2 separate regions of the Sus scrofa genome follow, and region 1 is linked to region 2. A link is a contact called in public HiChIP or PLAC-seq data. All regions are on one chromosome and are shown on one strand. Each heading gives the region's core, a stretch centred on a gene start, on an enhancer-like site or on the middle of the called end of the contact. The rest is flanking DNA. Distances are from core to core; before and after follow the strand shown. Region 1 has its middle 19 kb from the start of HK2. Region 2 overlaps HK2 (hexokinase 2).

The links. HiChIP or PLAC-seq counts read pairs in DNA pulled down with a chosen protein or histone mark.
Region 1: a contact with region 2 is called in an H3K27ac HiChIP or PLAC-seq map of alveolar macrophages. The contact joins two enhancer-like sites. A contact is called at or near these places in 1 of 5 promoter capture datasets (fetal skeletal muscle), 1 of 47 Hi-C or Micro-C datasets (blood) and 1 of 2 datasets of contacts at active chromatin or transcription factors (alveolar macrophages).

Annotation. Positions count from the first base shown.
Region 1 is chr3:68,247,115-68,252,400 of Sscrofa11.1, reverse strand. No RefSeq gene overlaps it. Among named protein-coding and RNA genes, the nearest start is that of HK2, 19 kb to the right of the region's middle. Within about 2 kb of position 3,985, at least 8 of the 83 cell types and tissues checked have an H3K27ac peak or open chromatin away from gene starts, as enhancers often do. A contact at or near this core is called in alveolar macrophages, where this site is marked.
Region 2 is chr3:68,173,382-68,178,453 of Sscrofa11.1, reverse strand. HK2 (hexokinase 2) reads left to right here. Exons shown (of 18, transcript NM_001122987.1): 6 at 502-601; 7 at 1,220-1,403; 8 at 4,909-5,064. Among named protein-coding and RNA genes, the nearest start is that of HK2, 55 kb to the left of the region's middle. Within about 2 kb of position 3,648, at least 5 of the 83 cell types and tissues checked have an H3K27ac peak or open chromatin away from gene starts, as enhancers often do. A contact at or near this core is called in alveolar macrophages, where this site is marked.

The DNA of each region.
Region 1 (5,286 bases), core at 2,736-5,235, 74 kb before region 2:
TAATAAACAGATCCTGCATTTCTTCACATTGTTTTGTATCCTCATCTCTGTTTCTAATCCATCCTTGACACCATATAGAGTAACATTATTATGCCCTAATTGATTAATATATCTCTATTTTTTCTTTTTTAGGGCCACACCTGCAGCATATGAAAGTTCCCGGGCTCAGGGTCAAATTGGAGCTGTCCAAGCTACTTCTGTAAACTACACCGCAACTTGCCACAATGCTGGATCCTTAACCCACTGAGTGAGGCCAGGTATCAAACCCATATCCTCACGGACACTATGTCAGGTTGTTAATCTACTGAGCCACCACGGAAACTCCAACTAAAAGACCTTTTATTTTTATTATTATTACTATTTTTTGTCTTTTCTAGGGCCGCTTCCTGCGGCATATGGAGGTTCCCAGGCTAGGGGTCAAATCAGAGCTGTAGCCACCGGTCTACACCAGAGCCACAGCAATACGGGATCCCAGCCGTGCCTGCGACCTACACCACAGCTCACGGCAACGCCAGATCCTTAACCCACTGAGCAAGGCCAGGGATTGAACCCGCAACTTAATGGTTCCTAGTCAGATTCGTTAACCACTGTGCCACAATAGGACCTCCTAAAAGACCTTTTAATCAAAGCGTGAATAGACCCAGAATCAGAGGTAAAGAAGTAGAGATTAAATCAAAGATTCTCATATGAGACTCTAGCCCAGGGCATCACAAACACCAAGTTGGTCAAACATTTGCTGCTGAGAAAGGAGGTTCGTTCCACTGTTTGAACAGCCTAATACACATGTGAAGACTTGCTCTCAGGTGCTCCAGAGCAGGTTTATGTAGCATAGTCAACAATGTATCAGAGGCTGAAAAATTTCAAACACCCAGGAAGCTAAAGCTTCTTTGTCCACACTCCCTCACCAGGGGATCTGATCCTTTCTCATGACTTTAAATACAACCAAATGTGGGCAACTCCTATGTTTTATCTCCAGCAGAACCTCTGATATGAAAAAACTCATAGAGGGAGTGCCCTGTGTGGCTCAGTGTGTTACAAACCCAACTAGTATCCCTGGCCTCACTCAGTGGGTTAAGGACCTGGCATTGCCATGAGCTATGCTGTAGGTTGAAGATGCGGCTTGAATCCTGTGTTGCCGTAGTTGTCTGTGGCCTGCATCTGCAGCTTGGATTCAGTCCCTAGCTTGGGAACTTCCATTAGCTGCAGATTTGGCCCTAAAATGCAAAAAACAAACAAAAAACAAACAAACAAAAAAAACCCAGAAAACAAAAAACAAAAACCCCACAAAACAAACAAACAAAAAAACCCACCAACCAACCAACCAACTCATAGAACCAGCTATTTGTCATCTCCACTTAGATTATCATTTGTCATTAGCATTTCAATTTAGCAAGTCCAACACGGCACCCTGGGTCCATCTGCTGGATCCATCCTTCCCCATATTCCCCCCAACAAATGATTCATTTGTTTAAGCCAGAAACCTGCTGTCTTTGCTCACCTCTCACATCCAATCTACCAGCAAGTGCTGGCAGTTCTGTCTCCAAATACATCTTGACTGCACTATTCTTTCCCTCTGCAGCTATCATTCTCTTGTCTGGCTGATTCAGTGGCTTCCTAATTGCCTACCTTCTTCCTCTTCTGTTCTCTCCCAATCCATGCTCCAGACAGTAGCCAGAGTGGCTTTATTATAGATGCTTTTTGTCTTTTTTTACGGCTGAACCAGTGGCATATGGAGGTTCCCAGGCTAGGGGTCCAATTGGAGCTATAGCTGCTGGCCTACACCACAGCCACAGCATCATGAGATCCGAGCCACGTCTGCAATCTACACCACAGCTCATGACAACGGTGGATCCTTCATCCACTGAGTGAGGCCAGGGATGGAACCAGCCACCTCATGGATGCTAGTCAGGTTCATTAACCACTGAGCCATGACGGGAATTCCCAGAGTGGCTTTAAATTCTTTATACATTGAATCACATCACTTACCTGCTTAGTACCCTTTAGAATGTAGAACAAAAATCCCACCTTCCTTCCATGGTTCTCCAGGTTCTCCATGAATCTGAGCCTCTTCTCATATCCCTTCCTTCTTGCCATCCCTAGTCGGTACTTCCCGCAGTGGCTTGTCCTTGCTGCACTGTTTCCTATTCTGGTGACTTTGAGCATGCATGCTGTTCTCTTTCCCAGAGGTTTTTGTCTCCACTCTGCCCAGTGGGTGTCTGGGGATGCCATGCATACTGCTCAATGTCCATGGGGGCTGTTATCCAGGCAGCCGTCTCTCCTGACCACACGATCCAAAATCAGCTGCTGGCTTCTCATTCTCAGAGCACATTAATTAACTCATAGCATGTATCATAATCTGAATTACATATTTATTTGGGTTTTACTATTTTTGGCCATGCCTCTAGCTGCGGAAGTTCCCCTGCCAGGGACTGAACTTGCACCACAGCAGTGACCTGAGCCATAAGCTGTGACAAGGCCAGATCCTTAACCCACTAGCCACTAGGGAACTCCTTGGATTTTTACTTTTTAATTGTCTTCCCACTAGACGGTAAGCTCCACAAAGGTAGAAATCACATTTGCCATGTGTTAACCACTGCCCCTCTGGGCTTAACAGGTACTCAGTAGATTCCTGTTGAATGAGTGGACGGATGAAGGAAAGCCCACAGGGCAATGGGTACAGAGTCTTACAGGCTGGGTAATGATCAATTAAGCAGCAGCACAGAACCAATGCTGAGAGAACGTGAAGCATGAAGGCGTGACGGGCTGGGTGCTTCTCTGAGTCCCACCTGTCAAAGCTCTTAGAACTGTGTGCTGATCATTCTCTAAGTGGGGATAAATATTAACACACCCTCATTACCCTGAATGTGAGCTCGAGCTGCACAGTACCAGGCCTTATCTCTTGAGATGATCACCAGACTCAAAATGAAGCGAGATGGGTATTCTCTGCCTTGGGCGTGCTGGACCTCTGCCTATCTCCCTCCCCTTACACCCCATTCCATTCCTGATACTCTTTCCCCTTTCAGGCTGCCATGATCTGCCTCTGGAACTTATTTATTTGTTTAGGTAATGTCTCTCCATTTTTTGGCTGCCCCAAGGCACATGGGGTTCGTGGGCCAGGCATTAGATCCGAGCCACAGCTGCAGAGACAATGGATCCTTTAGTCAACTGTGCTGAGCCTGGGATTGAACCTGTGTCCTGGCGCTGCAGAGACACCCCCGAGACCGTTATGCCACAGCAGCAACTCCTTACCTATTTTTTTGATGCTCCCTTCTCCATGCCTGGGAGGCTGCCCTTTTTTTTTGGTCCCTGCGTGGCCTTCTGGCCCCTGCCTTGGGTGCAACTGCCAAATGTGCAGTCCCCGTGCTCTGGTCTTCCCTTGGGGCTTGCCCACTGTCTTGGCTGGAGAGCCCCCACCTCCTGCCTGTCCCCACTGACCAGCCCTGGCTCTCACCAGCAGGCTGTCATCTCTGTGACCTAACCCCCCTTCTCTGAGGCTACACTGTAGCTATCTCTTAAGAGGGAGGGAGAGCTGTTTCTTACCCTCTCATAGTTTGAGAGAGCAGGAATTACTTCATCACTAAATGCCTAGGGAAACCAAACCGCAGAATAAAAGCCAGACTCTGTCTATAGTCTCCTTCTGCTTCCTTTTTAAACTTCCTTATTTGTTTGTATATATAGTCAATAGAAATTTGAACCATAACTCATCAGACACTGAAGTCTCTGCTGGAAAAACTGGTAGCATTTGGTATATTTATTTATTATTGTTTAAAACTTAATTATATTTTATAATGATGCACATTCTATAAAATTCAATGGGTATGAAAAGCTAAACACAAGATGTTAAGTCTCCCTCCCCTGCCCCCACTTCTCTGTAAGTTTCTTGCATAACCTTCTGGAGATCTGTGTACCTACAAACATGCATGAATTTTCACTCTTCCTCCTCTCCCGCCACTCTTACATTGTTCTGCAATTTTCTCTTTCCTCTGAATGACATGTTCTGCATGAATAACACAAAAGCTTCACAACTTTTTTTTTTACAGCCACACCCGCAGTATATGGAAGTTCCTGGGCCAGTGATTGAACCTGAGCCCCAGCTGTGACCTACACAACAACTTCAGCAATGCTAGATCCATTAACCCATTGCACAGGGCTGGGGATTGAACTTGCGCCTCCACAGCGACCTGAGCTGCTGCAGTCGGATTCTTAACCCACTGAGCCACAGTGGGAACACCAACAATTTTTTATTGCTGCATATAGTATTCTATTGTTTAGGCAAATCATAATTTGCATTAACAAAATGACATGTAATTTTAGACAGATTCAAACATATTTGTAACTACATTCCTAGAAGTCAAAGGTTATGTTCGTCTTTAATTTGATCGATTATTGCCCTCTGGCGTAATTTATCAGTGTCTGTTTCCATATTTTTTCTTCTTCTTCTTCTTCTTTTTTTTTTTGTCTTTCTGCCTTTTCTAGGGCCGCTCCCTCGGCATGTGGAGGTTCCCAGGCTAGGGGTTGAATTGGAGCTGTAGCTGTAGCTGCTGGCCTATGCCACAGCCACAGAAACTTGGGATCCTAGCCACAGCTCACGGCAACACCGGATCCTTAACCCATTGAGCAAGGACAGGGATCACAGCAATGCGGGATCCGAGCCGTGTTTGCAACCTACACCACAGCTCACAGAAACGCCGGATCCTTAACCCACTGAACAAGGCCAGGGATGGAACCTGAAACCTCATGGTTCCTAGTCGGATTCATTAACCACTGTGCCATGACGGGAACTCTCCATATATTTTTGTTAACATATTTTCTAAAATCTTTCAAAGTTGTCAGTCTATGAGCTGAAAAATGCAACGTCATTGTAAATCTAATTTGCATTTTCTTATTATAAGTGATCTTAAGCATATTTTCATATGTTTAGAGCATTTATATTTTCTTTTCTATGAACTCTTCACATTCTTGCCCATTTTTTTAGATGGGACAGAGATGTTTTCCTTACAGGCATTTATATTTTAAGGAAGTTTATTTATGGTAGGTTTGTATCATGGAATTAAACATTTTGAAGTGTAGCTAAATTCATCTTTCTTTTAAGACTTCGAAGTTGTTATGTGATGTTTAGAAAAGCTTTTTTTTTTTTTTTTTTTTGTCTTTTTAGGGCCACACCCATGGCATATGGAAGTTCCCAGGCTAGGGGTTGTATTGGAGCTGTAGCTGTAGCTGCTGGCCTATGCCACAGCCACAGAAACTTGGGATCCTAGCCACAGCTCACGGCAACACCGGATCCTT
Region 2 (5,072 bases), core at 2,399-4,898:
CCCTAACCTGGGGACGTCCGTATGCCACAGGTGTGGCCCTAAAAAAACAAAGAAAAAAACCCTTAGATTTTAACGTGAAGAAGACTTGAATATCCTTTTCAAATAAGAAAAATTGGGATGATGTTTGTATTAGGGTGGAATGGGGCCAAGAAAGGACAAGACCTGGGAGGGAGGGAGCGGGGGATAGAGAAAGAGAAGAAAGAAGAAGACAGTGATGACAAGACGGGCTCTCCTTAGTGCAGCCATGGCCGTGAACTAGACTGCAGGGCTGCTGTCGGGAAGGTCCTCCGTGTGAGGACAAGCAGGGTCGGAAGTGGGATATTGCTGTCAGGCTGAGTCCGGACTCCATTTCCAGCTCTAGCCATCTTTGGCTTCGAGTAGCATTGGTAAGAGGGCAGCTTTGTTGCACTTGAGCTGTGTGTCGTATTGCTCTTTCTCTTCATCGTCACATCTGTGATCTTTCTGTGACTGAATGTCAGAGCCCCCCTTTTATCCCTGCAGGACTTTGATATTGATATTGTGGCCGTGGTGAATGACACAGTTGGGACCATGATGACCTGTGGTTATGATGACCAGAACTGCGAGATCGGTCTCATTGTGGGTGCGTAAGCTCTAGGTGTGAGGACCAGTGCTGGCCAGTGGATTGGGAAGGGAGAGGGGTCCAGGGCCTGGACGTTCCTTTGTACTTCATATGGGGAGGTAATGGTGTGGTCACCTTGGAAAGCTGAGCCTTGACTTGTGCCATTGGGGGTGGTAGTGATTGGACCGTGCTGTGGGGCGCTCTATGTGGGGGTGCCCCATGAATCTGTGCTGAGGAATCCTAGCCACCCTAGGAAGTCTCAGGAGAGGGTTTAAGAAGGAGATGGAAAAAATAAGTAAATTAGAAAAAAAAAAAAGAGAATTCCCATCGTGGCTCAGGAGAAACGAATCTGACTATCATCCTTGAGGATGCAGGTTCGATCCCTGGCCTTGCTCAGGGGGTCAGGGATTCAGTGTTGCCGTGAGCTGTGGTGTAGGTCACAGATGAGGCTGGGATCTGGTGTTGCTGTGGCTGTGGTGTAGGCTGGCAGCTGTAGCTTCAATTCGACCCCCAGCCTGGGAACCTCCATATGCCTTGGGTGCAGCCCTAAAAAGACAAATAAGTAAATAAGAAGGAGGTGGGGGGCTGGGGGGGAGTGCAGTACAGGTGGGTGCTGAGCAGTCCCCCTGTTTTGTCCAGGCACGGGCAGCAATGCCTGCTACATGGAGGAGATGCGTCACATCGACATGGTAGAAGGTGACGAGGGGCGTATGTGTATCAACATGGAGTGGGGGGCCTTTGGGGATGACGGCGCCCTTGACGACATCCGCACCGAGTTTGACCAGGAGATCGACATGGGCTCTCTGAACCCCGGGAAGCAATTGTGAGCAACCTCCCCTGTGTGCGGTGGGCTGGGGATGGGGGGCGGTGGGGGGCGGCCAGGGCCCGCGGGTGGTCCTCATTTTCACTTTGCAGTCTTATTAGCCCCTCAACATTGCCAAGGCACACGCTGGTTACGGGAATGTTGTGCTTATGACATACACTGTGTCTCTAAGATGCTGAGAGGGATCTGAGACAGACAGAGCAAGCGGACAAGCCAGATCATACATAGGTCACAATTTGGCTGTGTCTCTGAGAGCCATCCTGTTCGAAGGCCCTGTGGCCCTGCTCTTCTTCCTTTCCACCTTCAGTTTGTAAGCTGCCCATAGAAACAGTTTGTGCATCACATAAGAAAATTCATTTTGAGATGGGGAAGATTAGGGATCTTTCGTAGCTCCCACCTTGAGACTGCCCAGAGGATGAGGCTGAGACCATTGGCTTCTAATTCCTGGCCAAGGTTCTGACCCAGATCTCAGGCAGTGTTGGCCGGTGAGCTCGGCTGGGCCCTGCCTCCCACCCCAGCTGTAGGCAGACCCCAGGCCTATGGAAAAGTTGGTTAAGAAAGCCACCTTCCCAGAGTTCCCACCGTGGCTCAGTGGTTAACGAATCCGACTAGGAACCATGAGGTTGTGGGTTCCATCCCTGGCCTTGCTTAGCGAGTTAAGGATCTAGCGTTGCCATGAGCTGTGGTGTATGGCGAAGATATGGCTCTGATCTGGCATTGCCGTGGCTCTGGCGTAGGCTGGTGACTACAGCTCCCATTCGACCCCTAGCCTGGGAACCTCCATATGTCGAGGGTGTGGCCCTAGGAAATACAAAAGAAAAAAACAAAAAACAAAAAAAGAAAGCCACTTTCCCTGCACCTGTGGTCCAGCCAGGGTCCTGGAGTGAACAGAGAGAGAAGGGGCTCTAGCATGCGGCATCTTGAATGTTACACTCTCCAGCTTGGTCAGACTTGGTATTTGGTTACTTTGGACTCTTACAAAACATTATTTCACTCGCAGACATTTGCCTAATGTCCTCATTCAAGATCTTGAGACAGAGGTTGCTGCAAGCTCTGAAGGCAGTTACAAAACATTTTGAGCAATCAGGCTCTCTCTGGCCTCGCTGGTGCTGTGACCATTATAGGAAGTCTTCTGGTGCTGATCCTCGCTTGGAGAGGAAAATCCAGCCTATAAACCAGCTCCATAAAAAGAGCCTTTTTCTTTACAGGGGAAGTCCTCGCTTCCTCAAAGCATAGTTAAAGTCACAAGCTTCTCTCACACATTGAAATGTGAGTCCTTTAATTGTCACGTTCATAGAATACGTGCTGTGTCTGCCATGGCTTGGTGAGAAATTTATAGACCCCAAAACTACTTAAAAAAAAATTTGTTGGAAGGACATATATCCCGATGTGTCCGCTCTCCCTGCAGTTATTATTGGGCTTGAGTGGGAACCTTTTTTCACTCTTTATGTGTTTCTACATAAATATTTCTGAACAGTGAAACAAAGTGTATTGAAAAACTGAAATAAAAACTTTTACCAGAGTTCCCGTCATGGTGCCGTGGTTAACAAATCCGACTAGGAACCATGAGGTTGCAGGTTCGATCCCTGCCCTTGCTCAGTGAATTAAGGATCCGGTGTTGCCCTGAGCTGTGGTGTAGGTCACAGACGCGGCTTGGATCCCGCATTGCTGTGGCTATGGCGTAGGCCAGCGGCTGCAGCTCCAATTGGACCCCTAGCCTGGGAACCTCCATATGCCACAGGAGCGGCCCTAGAAATGGCAAAAAGACCAAAAAAACAAAAAAAACAACTTTTACCACCTACACTCCAGAGCCCTGCTGGCCCCTTCCCCTTTCTCACACAGAACCAGCTATTTTGGAGAAGGTACAGAAGCCAGCAGACATGGGAATTCCTTGCTGTTGGAGCTGGGCTGCCTCTTAGGCCGTGGGCCTGTGATGGTGCTTAAACATTTTAAACATACCTCTGCTCAAGCAGTTTTGCCAGCTCTCCACTGAGCTCCAGTTCCACCATACCTCTTATTAGCTCCCGTTCAGCCATACCTGGCCTTGAGTCTTGAGCAGGTCACTTCCAGCTTCCTCTCTTATAGTTTGCACTGAGTGGCATCAGAATCCCTTCCACACCCCTGCTCCTCTCTCTAGGACCCAGATCTTTTCCCGGATACCCAGACAAGGGCCTTTTGGGCTGGAAGGAATTGTAAGGGCTCGGTTTCTCCCATCACATAATCTGAGGGAGAAAGACTGTCTTCTAAAGAAAACAGTGTCACCTAGTGTTGAAAAAATAAATTACCTGCCTGCCCTCGGCGATGTAGTCTCCTGCCTGCTCAGAAGCTTCTGACTTCTCCCTCCCAGATTCCCAAGACCACCTGATGCCTAGAGCTGCTTCTTATTGGTCTCAGCCTGCCCTTCAATTCTCCTCGCGCCCCCATCTTCCTGCCCAGGGTCGTTTTTACAGTTTTCTCAAGAATCCACAAACCGGAGTTCCCGTCGTGTCACAGTGGTTAACGAATCCAACTAGGAACCGTGAGGTTGCGGGTTCAATCCCTGGCCTTGCTCAGTGGGCTAAGGATCCGGCATTGCCATGAGCTGTGATGTGGGTTGCAGACGCAGCTAGGATCCCAAGTTGCTGTGGCTACAGCTCCGATTCGACCCCTTGCCTGGGAACCTCCATATGCCGCAGGAGCAGCCCAAAAAATGGCAAAAAGACAAAAAAAAAAAAAAAAAAAAAATCCACAAATGGCCCACGAGGTGTGTGAGGTGATGAGTTGCTGGGCCTATGCCTCAAATTTAATCAGACTGATTACCTGTATGCACCCCCCCCCCCCCGTTAGTACATAAATATTGAGGTTCTATATAAGATTTTATTTTAAGGAGCATTTTCTTGCTAGAGGAAAAAAAATTCATTAAAAATTTATTAAAAATCACTACCTTATACATTACTCAGTTTACCTCAAATTTAGGCTGTTCCAGGATGCCCCACACTCCCTGGATATTTGGTTTGGCTGCTAAAAATCCATCCTTCTTGGAATTCCCGCTCTGGCTCAGCAGGTTAAGAACCTGACTAGTTCCCATGAGGATATGGATTTGACCCCTGTCCTTTATCAGTGGGTGAAGGATCTGGCATTGCCATGAGCTCTGGTGTAGGTCACAGATGTGGCTGGGATCTGGTGTTGCTGTGACATAGGCCAGCAGCTGCAGCTCTAATTTGACCCCCAGCCTGGGAACTTCCATGTGCTGCAAGTGTGGCCCTAAAAAATTTAAAAAAAAAAATCCAAAAAACCCATCCTTCTCCATGTTCACCCACCTGCAGAGCCAGCCTGGGTTCCTGGCTCCTCCAGCCCCACCCCTGCCCAGCTCTCACTTCTATAGGCATCTCGCTCCTAGTAGGCACCATGCAAGTTAGTGCTTTGTCCTGCATCAGCCTCACGTGTATGCGTGTTGCTCCCACAAGGAAGGTGTGAGGTCAGCGGCAGCAGGGACTTTATTTTGTTGGTGTGTCTCTCCCTCCAGATTTGAGAAGATGATCAGTGGCTTGTACATGGGGGAGCTGGTGAGGTTGATCCTGGTGAAGATGGCCAAGGAGGAGCTGCTTTTCGGGGGGAAGCTCAGTCCTGAACTCCTTGCCACGGGCCACTTTGAGACCAAAGATGTTTCGGATATTGAAGGGTAAGCTT